4 separate regions of the Zea mays genome follow, and all the other regions are linked to region 4. A link is a contact called in public Hi-C data. All regions are on one chromosome and are shown on one strand. The core of a region is the stretch at or near the end of the contact, and the rest is flanking DNA. Distances in the headings are between cores, read along the strand shown. Region 1 holds the start of LOC100193444. Region 2 holds the start of LOC100272367. Region 3 holds the start of LOC103649676. Region 4 holds the start of LOC100384030 (glossy13).

Region 1 (2,832 bases), core at 73-2,572, 200 kb after region 4:
AAAAAGTATTTCGTCAAAGGGACTTGGTTGATCTTCTCAAATCAAAGCTACAACGTCCAATTTGATGAGAAGTGCAAGATCCCAAGCATTAGTCTCATACCTACGAACAAACCATTCGACTACTAAAAGCTAAATACAAGCAAAGACTTAGTCAAAGGACTGTAAAGAAACTGTTAAATCGAAGCTACCACATCCAATTGGAGTAGTGCAAGATCCTAAGAGATAGTCATACGAAAGGACAGTAGACGAAGTGTTAAATGGAAGCTATCACATCCAATCTGATCGACCCTAAGCAATAATCATACGCTGAGAAACTATTCGAGTTATATCAAGTAAAGAATATATAAGACCACGTACTCGTAGTAAAAGTAAAACAGAACGAAGAAGCAGAGGAGCTCACTTCCAGGGGACGTCGCCGACGAGCATCCAGTCGCCATCCTTGTCCTCGTACGTGGGTACGTACTCCGTCCCGTTCACCGCGTCCACCAGCTTCCTCTCGTCGTCGGCGAACTTCCCTGCGCGCGCATCCAAACCAAAAAAAAAAACCCTCCGTCAGCCGGAACGCTCGACCAAACAGAGCAAAGCGCTGCGGAAATTAGACCCAGGAGGAAGCACGAAGCGAGGGGGTGGTGGTGGGACGGTAGCACTGACTGATGGTGAAGTGGGAGAAGAACTTGTCCTGGAGCGCGCGGAGCAGCTGGTCGTAGCCGGCGTACGCCTGCAGGTCCACCTTCCGCAGGTAGGGCGCGCCGTCGACGGCCACCTTGACGAACTTGGCGGCCTTGCTGGAGCCCGCGGCGTCGGCGAGCGCGTTCTTGCGGTACGACCTCACCGGCGGCCAGCCCACCACACGAGCCCTGCCCCACCAAAACAAATGAGGAGGAGGCACATCAAACTCCACTCCACCTCATATTCACCCGCCAAAGCAAGCGCCAGCGCCCGCCTCGCGTTTCCTGGGAGTAACAATAAATAAAAAACGGAAAAGGCATGTGTTGGTCGGAGAAAACGGGCGGCGTACTTGGGTGCCGGTGCAGCGTCGGAGGACGCGGCGAGCGGGGAGGAGCGGCCGGGGTCAGCGTCGGAGGAGGCGCGCTTGCGGTCGGGGTCGGGGAAGGCGGAGGACGACGAGGAGGAGAGGGACAGGGAAGCCGCGGCGGCGGCGGCGGCGGAAGGCGCGGAGCCCGGGAGGCGGAGGGTGAGCGTGAGCGCGGTGTCCTCGAAGTCGAGCCCGGAAGCCCCGGAGGACTCGGTGGAGCTCCGCTCCGTCTCCACCGACATGGCCGGTGGCTGGGTGAGGGGAGCCGGGAGGAGGAGGAAGGAAGGAGAAAGCGGGGGAAGGAAAAGGAAAAGGCAGAGAGGTCGGGGGGAGGGGGAGGGGGAGGTTGGTTTGGTTATAGTGGGCCGCGGGTCACTCACCCGTCAGGTCGCGATAGTTTTTGCTTATGAGCCCCTGGATATAACGCTAATAATCTGTCTAAAAAAAGGTTCCACATGTCCTCCTCGTGTGCTAAGGCTATCTGCAACCGTTACCTCTAAATTTTTCTCCTATATCATTTTTTTCCTCTATTTCTCCCCTATTTTTTCATCTTCCGCAGCGGTTCCCCCTAAATACTCCCCCTTATATCCCACTACAACCATAAAATATCATTTTCTATACCTACTTTTTATCCACTATCAATTTTTTATCCACTAATAATTTATCGTGGGCCCACAACTTGTGTAGGGCTGGAAAATTAGCTCGAGGCTCGCGAGCCGGCTCGAGCTCGGAGCGACTCGGCTCGGCTCGCGAGCCTCGAACGAGCCGAGCCGAGCCCCTTCTTCGAGCTCGTTTTTGCAGCGAGCCGAGCCGAGTCGGCTCGTTCCAGCTCGCGAGTCTTACAAAAATGATCATTTTATGGAATAATAATGAATACAAAAATGATCATTTTATGGAATAATAATGAATATTAGATAGTTTTATGGATAATAGCTCATTTTTTAGTCTTTGATGATGAATATATTACAAGTTATAATTTAATTTACTCATAATTTAAAATGATGATTCTATATTTCAAATTTATATAATGTTAATTCACCAAATAATGCAACGATAAATATCAGAATATGGCTCGCGAGCCGAGCCGGCTCGCGAGCCAAGGTCGAGCCGAGCCGAGCCTCTTTCACTAGCTCGTCGAATGGACGAGCCGAGCCGAGCTCGTTCAGGCACCGAGCCGAGCCGAGCCGAGCTCGGCTCGGCTCGTTTCCAGCCCCATAACACGGTGCGAAACAGTGTAAGTGCGCATGAACAGTGAACCGCCAGGAGTGGAGGGAGAGAGAAGCGCTCCCCTCGATAAGGGGCTCCGTAGAGGCAACCGTTGCACGGGTGGGGGGACTTCTGTACACGGCATGCAAGGTGAGAGGAAAGTATAGCAGCGACCCGTGCAGACAGTCTAACCATACTAGTGTAGTAGTGTGACCGAAGATCTGTTACGTGAATACGAGATAAAGCGAGGTGCGAAACGTAATAGAGACGTCGAGGAAGGCGAGGCTCGAGACTTTGCAATCCAAAACTAATCTATATATAATTAAATACAAACAAGGAAACTCGCGGTGCCGCACTCGCGCGGGCGGCCCCACCAGCGGGCCCCGGCTGCCGGTTGGGCGCCCTGCAGCGGCCCCCCCGGAGGCGGCAAGCGGGTCCACGGCGGACCAGCCGTTCGATCCCCCGGCCGACGGCGGCCCGCCCGTCGCCGTTGAATTGCTAGCGGGTGCTTGCGCTCGTAAAGAAAACAAACGAAACAGAATCCCCGTCTTTGATCTCTCTAATAAAAGGAAGGGAATTGTCACGGTGGA
Region 2 (2,881 bases), core at 62-2,561, 140 kb after region 4:
TATGTCTCCGACGGAACCGTTGAAGCTCGTGGGAGGTCAACCCTTATCTCCCGAGGATGCTACCAGGTACAGGAGTGTAGTTGGTGCGCTCCAGTACCTTTCCCTCACTAGACCGGACATCTCTTTCTGCGTCAATAGAGTTTGCCAATTCATGTCCTCACCGACACTCGAACATTGGATGGCTGTTAAGCGAATTCTGCGATACTTGACTGCTACGATTGAAATGGGTATGTGTATTACAAAGTCGTCATCAACATTGCTCAGTGCCTTCTCTGATGCTGATTGGGCAGGTAATCCTGATGATCGACGAAGCACCGATGGTTTTGCCATATTTTTTGGCAAAAATCTCATCTCTTGGAGTTCTAGGAAACAACCAACAGTATCTCGTTCTAGTACAGAAGCTGAGTACAAAGCTATTGCTGATGCCACTGCTGAAGTAATATGGTTACAAGTCCTTCTCCGGGAACTTGGTCTTCCACAGCCTCGTGCTCCGACTTTATGGTGTGATAACATTGGTGCGACATACCTCTGTGCTAATCCCATATTTCATCGACGATCAAAGCATGTTGAAGTAGATTACCATTTTGTCCGAGAACGAGTGGCTACTAAACAACTTGAGGTTCGCATCATTTCGTCCAAGGATCAGGTGGCGGACGTTATGACTAAACCCCTGACCATTACACCATTCAGTATATGTCGACGCAATCTGAACATTGCTTCACCATGTCCAGATTGAGGGGGATGTTAAATGATAGCATATATTCTATAGATAGAAGGGCAGATTTCCTCTCTCCTGAAGAGCTGCGTCTCTGATTTTCTTTCTCCTGAAGAGCTACGCCTCTGATCCTTTTCTTGATTCTCTTGTATGGTTACCATACTATGTACCCTGTACATCTATATAAACAGAATACAAGACCCTTGAAGGGCAGGCATCGAGCCAAACTAACAGGAAAGACAATACTATGCGCTTAATAAAAAGCAAAATGGGTGCGATTACTTATTCAGTGCAAGCACCTAATTAAATCATGCAAAACATCAATGTAGATTCAATGACAGTTGTCGTTCTTGTATTTCTATCCTTTTTATGTTTTTGTGTTTTTATATTTTTACCTTCTCACGTTTTTGTAGTTTGATCTTTTAGAGAGTGACGTGGAAGAGTAGAATATAAAATAAAAAAAATCGGACAATGTTGGATGTAGAATTCTAGAATCTAGATTACATCCTTGCACAGAATTTGTTCGGACTCCGTGTTCTGCACGCGAGAACCCAGAGGAGCGCTACAGAACGGAGATTTTGCCGCCTCCGTCCCCTCCACCGTTCTGGTCGCTCGCCGGTAGCTGCTCCCCGCTAACTACTCTTCCTCGCCCCGCCGCCATCGGTCCTCGCGACGCCCCTCTCCACTGCCTGTCCTGCTGCTCCACGCCGCGGACAGATCACCTCGCTCCCTCAGCTTGCAGCCGCGCCGGCACGAAGGACGGAAGGACGGGACATCCGTGGGGAACTCAAAAAAGATCCCGATACCTGGTCGCCACAATGGATCACGGCGGCGGCGGCGGTAGCGGCATCTGGATCCGTGCGGCAGTGGCGGTGGCGGCGGGAGCCGCCATCGCGGCGCGCGCTGTCCGGCGCAAGTCTGTCGACTCCAGCGCCGTGTTCGTCGGAGTCCCCGCCATGGTGGCTCATACCGTCGCCGGGTACAGGTTGGAGAGCCGCCTCTTTTCAGTTCTCCCTTTCCGGTGGAAGGGCTCGCCCATGAAATCGTGACGAGATCTCGAGTCTGGGACGTGCAGGTTCGCGGGGCTGCTACTGGTGTTCTTCTTCACGTCGTCGCGGGTGACGAGGGTCGGCGAGGCGAGGAAGCGTGCTCTCGATCCCGAGTTCAAGGAGGGCGGGCAGCGTAACTGGTGAGCGAGATCGCTGCCTCTGTTACCAATTTATAACCAAGAGTGATATGGAATACCTTTTCTCAGTTTGGGGTATGATGGTGGGGTAAATCTATGCAACACATGAAAACTATGTCTGAAGTTACTTGATTTTGTATGTTGGTGAATGATGTTATAGGTTGAGGTTCTGCAGATCGGATAATTATTGATTTTTTATACTTATTGTCTACATTGTTAGCTCTCTAGAGATTTTTTTATTGTTTACATCATTAGCTCTCTACAGACTTCAGATGACTTCAATTCTGGTTATTTAGTAGAATAATGAGTTGATTTGTTGGGATAGAGTTTATATCTCAGTAGAAATTTTCGACGAGATCAGAGTATCTGGTGGGAGTTTTGTTCGATTATTTCCGGTAGTGATCCTATAGTTTTGTGTCAGAGGAGAAACCAAGGGCTTTATATGGCATTGTGCAGCCATAAAATGACTAGATGAGCTAACTTTTCATAAGTGGAAGGATGAGGCCCCTCAATTTGAATTCAATTGCCTTTCTTCTGTTAAGGACACATCATGTCCACTGTCTAATAAAAGATGTTCTGTATGCCTTTCTGTACACTGATGTAATTAATATTTTTGCCGGCATGCCTACTTTCTCTAGCTCAGTAGCTATGCCATTGGTTGTTACATTATGCTCACTTTTATTCATAGAGTTGCTAGAATACAGAAAATAATAAACAATGGACAGTTTCTATTTTGATGTAAGATTATCCTCCACCCATATTTATCCATCCTTTTCAGAATTAGAGTCATTTTATGAAAATAAAAGGCTCTTGGTCTGGATGTCATGTTGATTGTGGAACAAGTCTACCAGTAATGATGGAGATAGAAAGAGGGAAACTACATATACGGTACTTGCAATTGATTACCAATCAAGAAGCTAAACCTAAATTCACTTTTCCTATACCAAGCCTTGTTCATGGGCGCGACGCTACGCCGTGAG
Region 3 (2,700 bases), core at 124-2,623, 250 kb before region 4:
TTTGCGAGCTACAAAATCGGAGGGATTGAATGGACTAAAATCAATGAGAAGAGGATTTTAACCTCTCAATCCCATCCAGTATTTTAGCTCTTAAACTAGTCCTTGTGGGTTAAGTGAAAAAAAATCAAGAGACGTCTCTCTCTTCATAACTTTCTATACAACATTTATGATACATAATCTTTGGGTTGTATTATATAGTCTCTTAGCTGTCTCCTAAATTTAGAAAACCATTCTAGTGTCTCTAGGTTGTACATACCCTTATATGTTTTTATCCTATAATAAAAGTAAGCACTTTTAGGACCCCTAAACTGAATAATGCAGAGATTGGCCAATTTTAGCTGCCTTGCCTCATTGCTTGCATGATGTGCTTTTTTGTGACGACACTGGTGGATATTCCTCTTCAGTCCTAAAAGAAAACGCAATTCTATAATGATATCAAGTCAAACCATTTAAATTAGGTAAAATTTACAAAAAAATATGGCATCAAATAAGTATTATCATACTAACCATGGAATATATTCTTGTCCATAACTATTTTATTATTATAAACATTGATGTTTTTTTCTAAAATAGATCTGGTTAAATTTTGGACAGTTTGAATAGGATCAGAACTGAAACCGTATCGTTTTCTGGATGGGGAAGTATTCTTGTTTTCATTTTGAGGAGTAAAGTTTCTTGATTTTCACTTTTACCTTGGAAGAGTGAAAATAAAAAGAAGAAAACCCCAATTTTTAGAAAATGGAAACGTCCCGGGGGTATACGGCGCGTATTTCCGTCTTGCAAGTCGCAATTGCAGAGGGCGAGCCTGCCTAGGTCCACATGGCGCTGCACATTAAACCTGGGCCCATAGTAAGGACCAATCTATCTCTGTCGTTACAATGGGGCAATGGGCTACCAAATCCATTGAAACTGTCAGAACATGGGCCGTTCAGCAGTAGTAATAGGCTAATAGCGTTGTCACTTGTCAGTTTACGAAGCCTGGGTTATATATATCCGGACATGAGCCTCAAGTGCCAAGGGCACACACCTGTATACTCCTCCTCGTTCACGTGGACGACACATGCCGCCGTCCTCTCCGGCGTGACATGCCATGCATGGACTGCCGCGCAACTGCCGCGATGCCCGGCGCAGCGGCCGCGGGCGCCACCTGTGCAGCCTCGTCAACTCTCTCGGTCGCTCGTTGTCGATGGCCGTGGCCCCCCAAATGTTGCACGCCGATACCCAAACCGCCCCTTTCCAGTGTCCAGCCTTCTCCGGCTTCCTGTGCTCTGGGCCGGGGCGTTTGTGGGAGTCTGCACGCTTGCTCTCTGCTTCTGGGTCACTTCGCGCGGAAGTCAAACCGAATTCTATATGTGCGCAGCCTCCGAGAAGCGCCGATCCTGAGAGGCCCAAGGGATTGTTAGCAGGTGGATAAACAATGCGGCGCAGGCATCCAAGGCGCGGTTTATTTATAAAGATTGGGTTCCGAGTGATCCAATCTGGCCCAGAATTGTTCTAGACCTGACACATTCTGCTCAGGAACCTCTAATGCACTGTAGCAGAGCACAGGATCTTGTGCCACTGCTTGGACGCGGAAGGGGACTGAACGAAGATACTTCCATGTTGAGGTCAGCGACGAAGTTTACTCCATCTTGTTTCACTGCAGCTTTGCAATTTTCCGCATATTTTGATGTCGAAGCAGACAAGAAGTGTGCTCGTTTTACTGTCGCTTTGGTCCGTAGCAAGAATTTCGTGAAAAAAAGCCCTGAAGATTTTGCAAATAAATTCAATCTGTTGTTCTCGCGTGTTTTTTCTCTCCAAATGCAGGCTACCAAATCTCTGAAGCACGGACAAGCTGATAGCTAAAGAGTACCGCCACCTCGATCAAAAGCTGAGAGCTTGCTCTCTCGCAGCAATGGTGTCGGCAAACCTGCGGCTCGTGGCCGCGTTCTTGCTGCCGTTCCTTGCCATCGCCTCCGCGTTTGATCTCTTCCACCAGACTGGGCCACGGATGGATCCAAAGATGGTGCCGATGGGAGGCGGCCAGCCTCTCTTCATCCCGCACGAGTACGTCCGCTCCGCCGACGTCAAGCGGCAATGCCGGTCGGTGCTGTCCGCCGCCACCGAGCTCACGTTCGACGCCAACCGCGCCAACGCCCTCATGCCGGAGCTCAGCTTCGTCAAGGGGGACTGGAAGCAGGACGACGACGGCGTGCCGCTGATGCCGTTCGACGGCACCGACGTGTCGGGCGATCAGGCGCCGGACCCGCTGCGGCTGGCCTCGTTCATGCTCACGCACGTCGACGTGGGGTTCCGGGGGAAAACGGCCCTCAACGTCAGCGGCGTGCTCGGCGTCGCCGTCTCCCGCAACGGCACGGGCCCCGTGATGGGGACGTACGTGTCGCCCGAGCTCAAGGTGTGGCCCGGGAGCACCGAGCTTAAGATCCTCTTCGAGGGCGTGTACACCGAGAACGGCGACGGCGAGAGCGTGCTCTGCATGGTCGGCGACGCCCTGCTGCCGAGGCGCGGCAGCGACGGCGGCAACCCCTGGGACTGGGCCAAGGACACCGGCCGCGACAGCTTCCAGCCGCCGGTCACCAAGGACGGAAACCTACTGCTCGTGCTCCGGTACCCGACGACGCTCACGCTGACGACGCGCGCCGTGCGCGGCGAGCTGACGAGCACGAGCGCCAAGTCGGACGTCGCGTACTTCGACGCCGT
Region 4 (2,744 bases), core at 43-2,542:
TTGGGCCAACCTCTGTCATGTTGCATATGAAGTTCGGGATGGTCGGTAGAGCCCTGCTCCCAACATGCACGTAAGCGTCCACTGTCACATCCTCATACCTCACTTCGATCTTGGGGAACTCTATCTGCACTCTGCAGGAGCGAGGAGACGGGAAAATCAACAGAGTTTCAGAGCCCAAAAGCAAGATCAGTATAGCTCTGTGATGCCTCGATACAAATTTTAGCATGTGCTTCCGAAGGAAGCAAATTATTTGACAGAAGCGGACACGTACGTAGCTCGTCGTACGAGTACGCACGAGCAAAATCTACTAGCGCTGCTGCCAACAGGCGATCTGATGCTCTTCACGCCGCCTGCTACTGCTGGCGCTCTGGCTCCTGCTTTCGCATCCGCACCCGGAGGCCCAATCATGGCCTGCACGTCCATGGGCCATGCCGTGGAGGCCTGGAAGCTTCTGAATAGCCCATCTGGAGAAGAAAACTTCGAGGCGCCAATCTCCGCGGCGACTGGGACGTGTGAGTACGACGAGATGACGGCGGAAAGCCGGAAACTAGACTCGACACACTGAACCAGAAGGACGGAACCGTACAAACACCTACTGGCGCCACTAGTCAGCCTCCCTAACCGCGTAGCCTTTCCGCGGTAGCACTAGCACCTGCCATGCAGCGGTTGCCACTTGCCAATTTTCCAAACCCCGCGGTCCGCGGATGAGCCGCTTGGGCCCACATGTCATGCAACGCCGCGTGGGTCACCCTGGCTGCACAACAACGGACGAAGCGCGCAAGCTCGTCCGCGCGCGCGGAGGCGGCGGAGTGGTGTGGGGGAGACGACGAGGTCGAGACATTATTTTTGAACTGGGGCGGGGAGACAACGACACAGGGCAAAGCATGATGACGAGGGAGCAAATTAAAATGCAGGAGTGTAACTACTCACGCGTCGAAGCGGCTGCGTATGCGTCGGAAGAAGTGCTCGGAGTCGCCAGAGTCGGCGACGAGGCGGTCGACGAGCGCGGTGCGGTCCCCGGAGGAGAGCCCGGCGACGTCGACCTCGCAGAGCACGTCGTCGCCCTCGACGGCCGCGGCCCCGTCGGGAGCCGGGGACCTGAGCAGGCCCCGTCGCGCGCGGGTGACGGTGGGCAGCCGCTGCAGCGCGGCCCACCGCAGCGCCTCCCGCTCGTCCTCCGCCTCCCGCCACGACCCGGAGCGCGAGAACGCCGCCTCCGCCGCCCACATCTCGCCCCCGATCGGTCTCCCCCGCCACACCAAACCCTAGCTGCCGCTGCCCGCGCCTTTCCGCCCGGTGTGTGGCGCGGCAGTGCGGCCATTTAAGGAGGGCGTACTGGCAGGCGGTGGTAATGGCGGACTGGGGAAGGAGGGGGTGGATCCACCGACTCGTTCGCATTTATGGTCATAGGCCGCTTTCTCCTTCGATCAGTCGCCCCCGGGCTTTCTCTCTCTGCTTTGCGCCTCTAATCCTCGGGGGTTTTTAGCGGAGACCTGGAAGCTGACGGCGACAGGTTCACAAGAAAGGGAGGGAAGGAAATGGGGAAGCCGTGCACCGGCTTTTCATTTTCCAGTTCAGACTTCAGACTCAAGTGAGACTCTCCGGGCATGGTTGTTCTGGGCCTGTTCGTGGGCTCATTTAACAATAATCTTTCATTTCCTTCCTCTATACTGCTTACCAACCCATGGTGATTATTGTGTGTTAGGCTGTCCGCAGCGCTCGCCGCGAGTGTCACCCTCCCTTACTCCTGTAGACGTATAGAGTGACCCTCACCCCTCCGCAGCGCTGTGCGCTACAAGCGCCCCTCCTTGCTACAGTTCAAGGGTTGCGTGATTTTGTCGGTCCTCTTTGTCTCGAAGTTGGTACGCACGTATTAATTGTTAGTTGTAGAAAAAAATGACGTTGGATCACAGATAGGTATGAAAAATAATATTTTAGGTTATAGTGGAGTGTAGGAAGAGAATTTAAAAAAAAAACCTATACGGGAAGGAAAACGTAGGGGTGGAATCTATATGATGTGGCTGCATGTGGTATATACGGACAAATTTAGAGAAAACTGCTACAGATAGCCTTAGAGTCTCTTTGGTTTTACTTTTGGCTCTAGCTTTTGCACCTTAAAAGCCAAAAGTTAAATTAAAGGGTTCGATCCAAAAAACAGCTTTTCCTAATAGTCGACTTTTCTTGCAGTGCAAAATTGAAAGCACCTCTATACCTGTTTTTAGTAGCTTTTCAGATGAAACTGTGAAAATATATATTAAAAAATAGCGACTTTTAATAGTTTTCGTCAAATTGTTTTTAGTTTTTTAACAGCCCATATTAATTTTTTTCATAGACACAGTCCAACCAAAAAGACCCTAAGGTTGTTCGAAAGATGCAAAACTTTATCGACTATATATATCGTTTAAATGTGGGGGACACGATAATCGTTGAACCGTGGAAACTGGTGTTTCATATAATAGAAGAGATAAAGAAGAGAAGACCGTCTAGTTTTAATACTCTCTATTGCAGAAGTAACATTCTATCTTTCCGGCAAATCCTATATAATATATATACACACACAGGGACGGAGAGAGAGTATATGTTAATATATCTTTTCAAAAAAATAAAGATAGATCGAGTAGATAAATTTAATTTAGGGCTTGTTTGTTTCTGTTTTATAATATACCAACTTCTACTGTTTTTATAGTGTTTTATCTCTATAAATTACAACTATAACAGTCCAAATAATTAGTTTTAATCCGGAG

What was found. Hi-C and Micro-C count contacts between places; a contact is called where the count stands out from the background.
Region 1: a contact with region 4 is called in a Hi-C map of leaf mesophyll, with 1.9 times the contacts expected there. The contact joins the promoter of LOC100193444 here to the promoter of LOC100384030 in region 4. A contact is called at or near these places in 4 of 25 Hi-C or Micro-C datasets (bundle sheath, leaf and leaf mesophyll).
Region 2: a contact with region 4 is called in a Hi-C map of bundle sheath, with 2.5 times the contacts expected there. The contact joins the promoter of LOC100272367 here to the promoter of LOC100384030 in region 4. A contact is called at or near these places in 4 of 25 Hi-C or Micro-C datasets (bundle sheath, ear and leaf).
Region 3: a contact with region 4 is called in a Hi-C map of root tip, with 2.6 times the contacts expected there. The contact joins the promoter of LOC103649676 here to the promoter of LOC100384030 in region 4. A contact is called at or near these places in 5 of 25 Hi-C or Micro-C datasets (bundle sheath, leaf and root tip).

Annotation. Positions count from the first base shown.
Region 1 is chr3:10,060,820-10,063,651 of Zm-B73-REFERENCE-NAM-5.0, reverse strand. LOC100193444 reads right to left here and starts at 1,322. Exons shown (of 5, transcript NM_001138563.1): 1 at 1,019-1,322; 2 at 652-857; 3 at 401-515. The coding sequence starts at 1,278.
Region 2 is chr3:10,122,368-10,125,248 of Zm-B73-REFERENCE-NAM-5.0, reverse strand. LOC100272367 reads left to right here and starts at 1,311. Exons shown (of 5, transcript NM_001146849.1): 1 at 1,311-1,700; 2 at 1,791-1,904. The coding sequence starts at 1,534.
Region 3 is chr3:10,511,636-10,514,335 of Zm-B73-REFERENCE-NAM-5.0, reverse strand. It overlaps LOC103649676, which reads left to right and starts at 1,373. Exons shown (of 2, transcript XM_008675412.3): 1 at 1,373-1,607; 2 at 1,807-2,700. The coding sequence starts at 1,895.
Region 4 is chr3:10,261,383-10,264,126 of Zm-B73-REFERENCE-NAM-5.0, reverse strand. It overlaps LOC100384030 (glossy13), which reads right to left and starts at 1,292. Exons shown (of 24, transcript NM_001321723.1): 1 at 931-1,292; 2 at 11-131. The coding sequence starts at 1,229.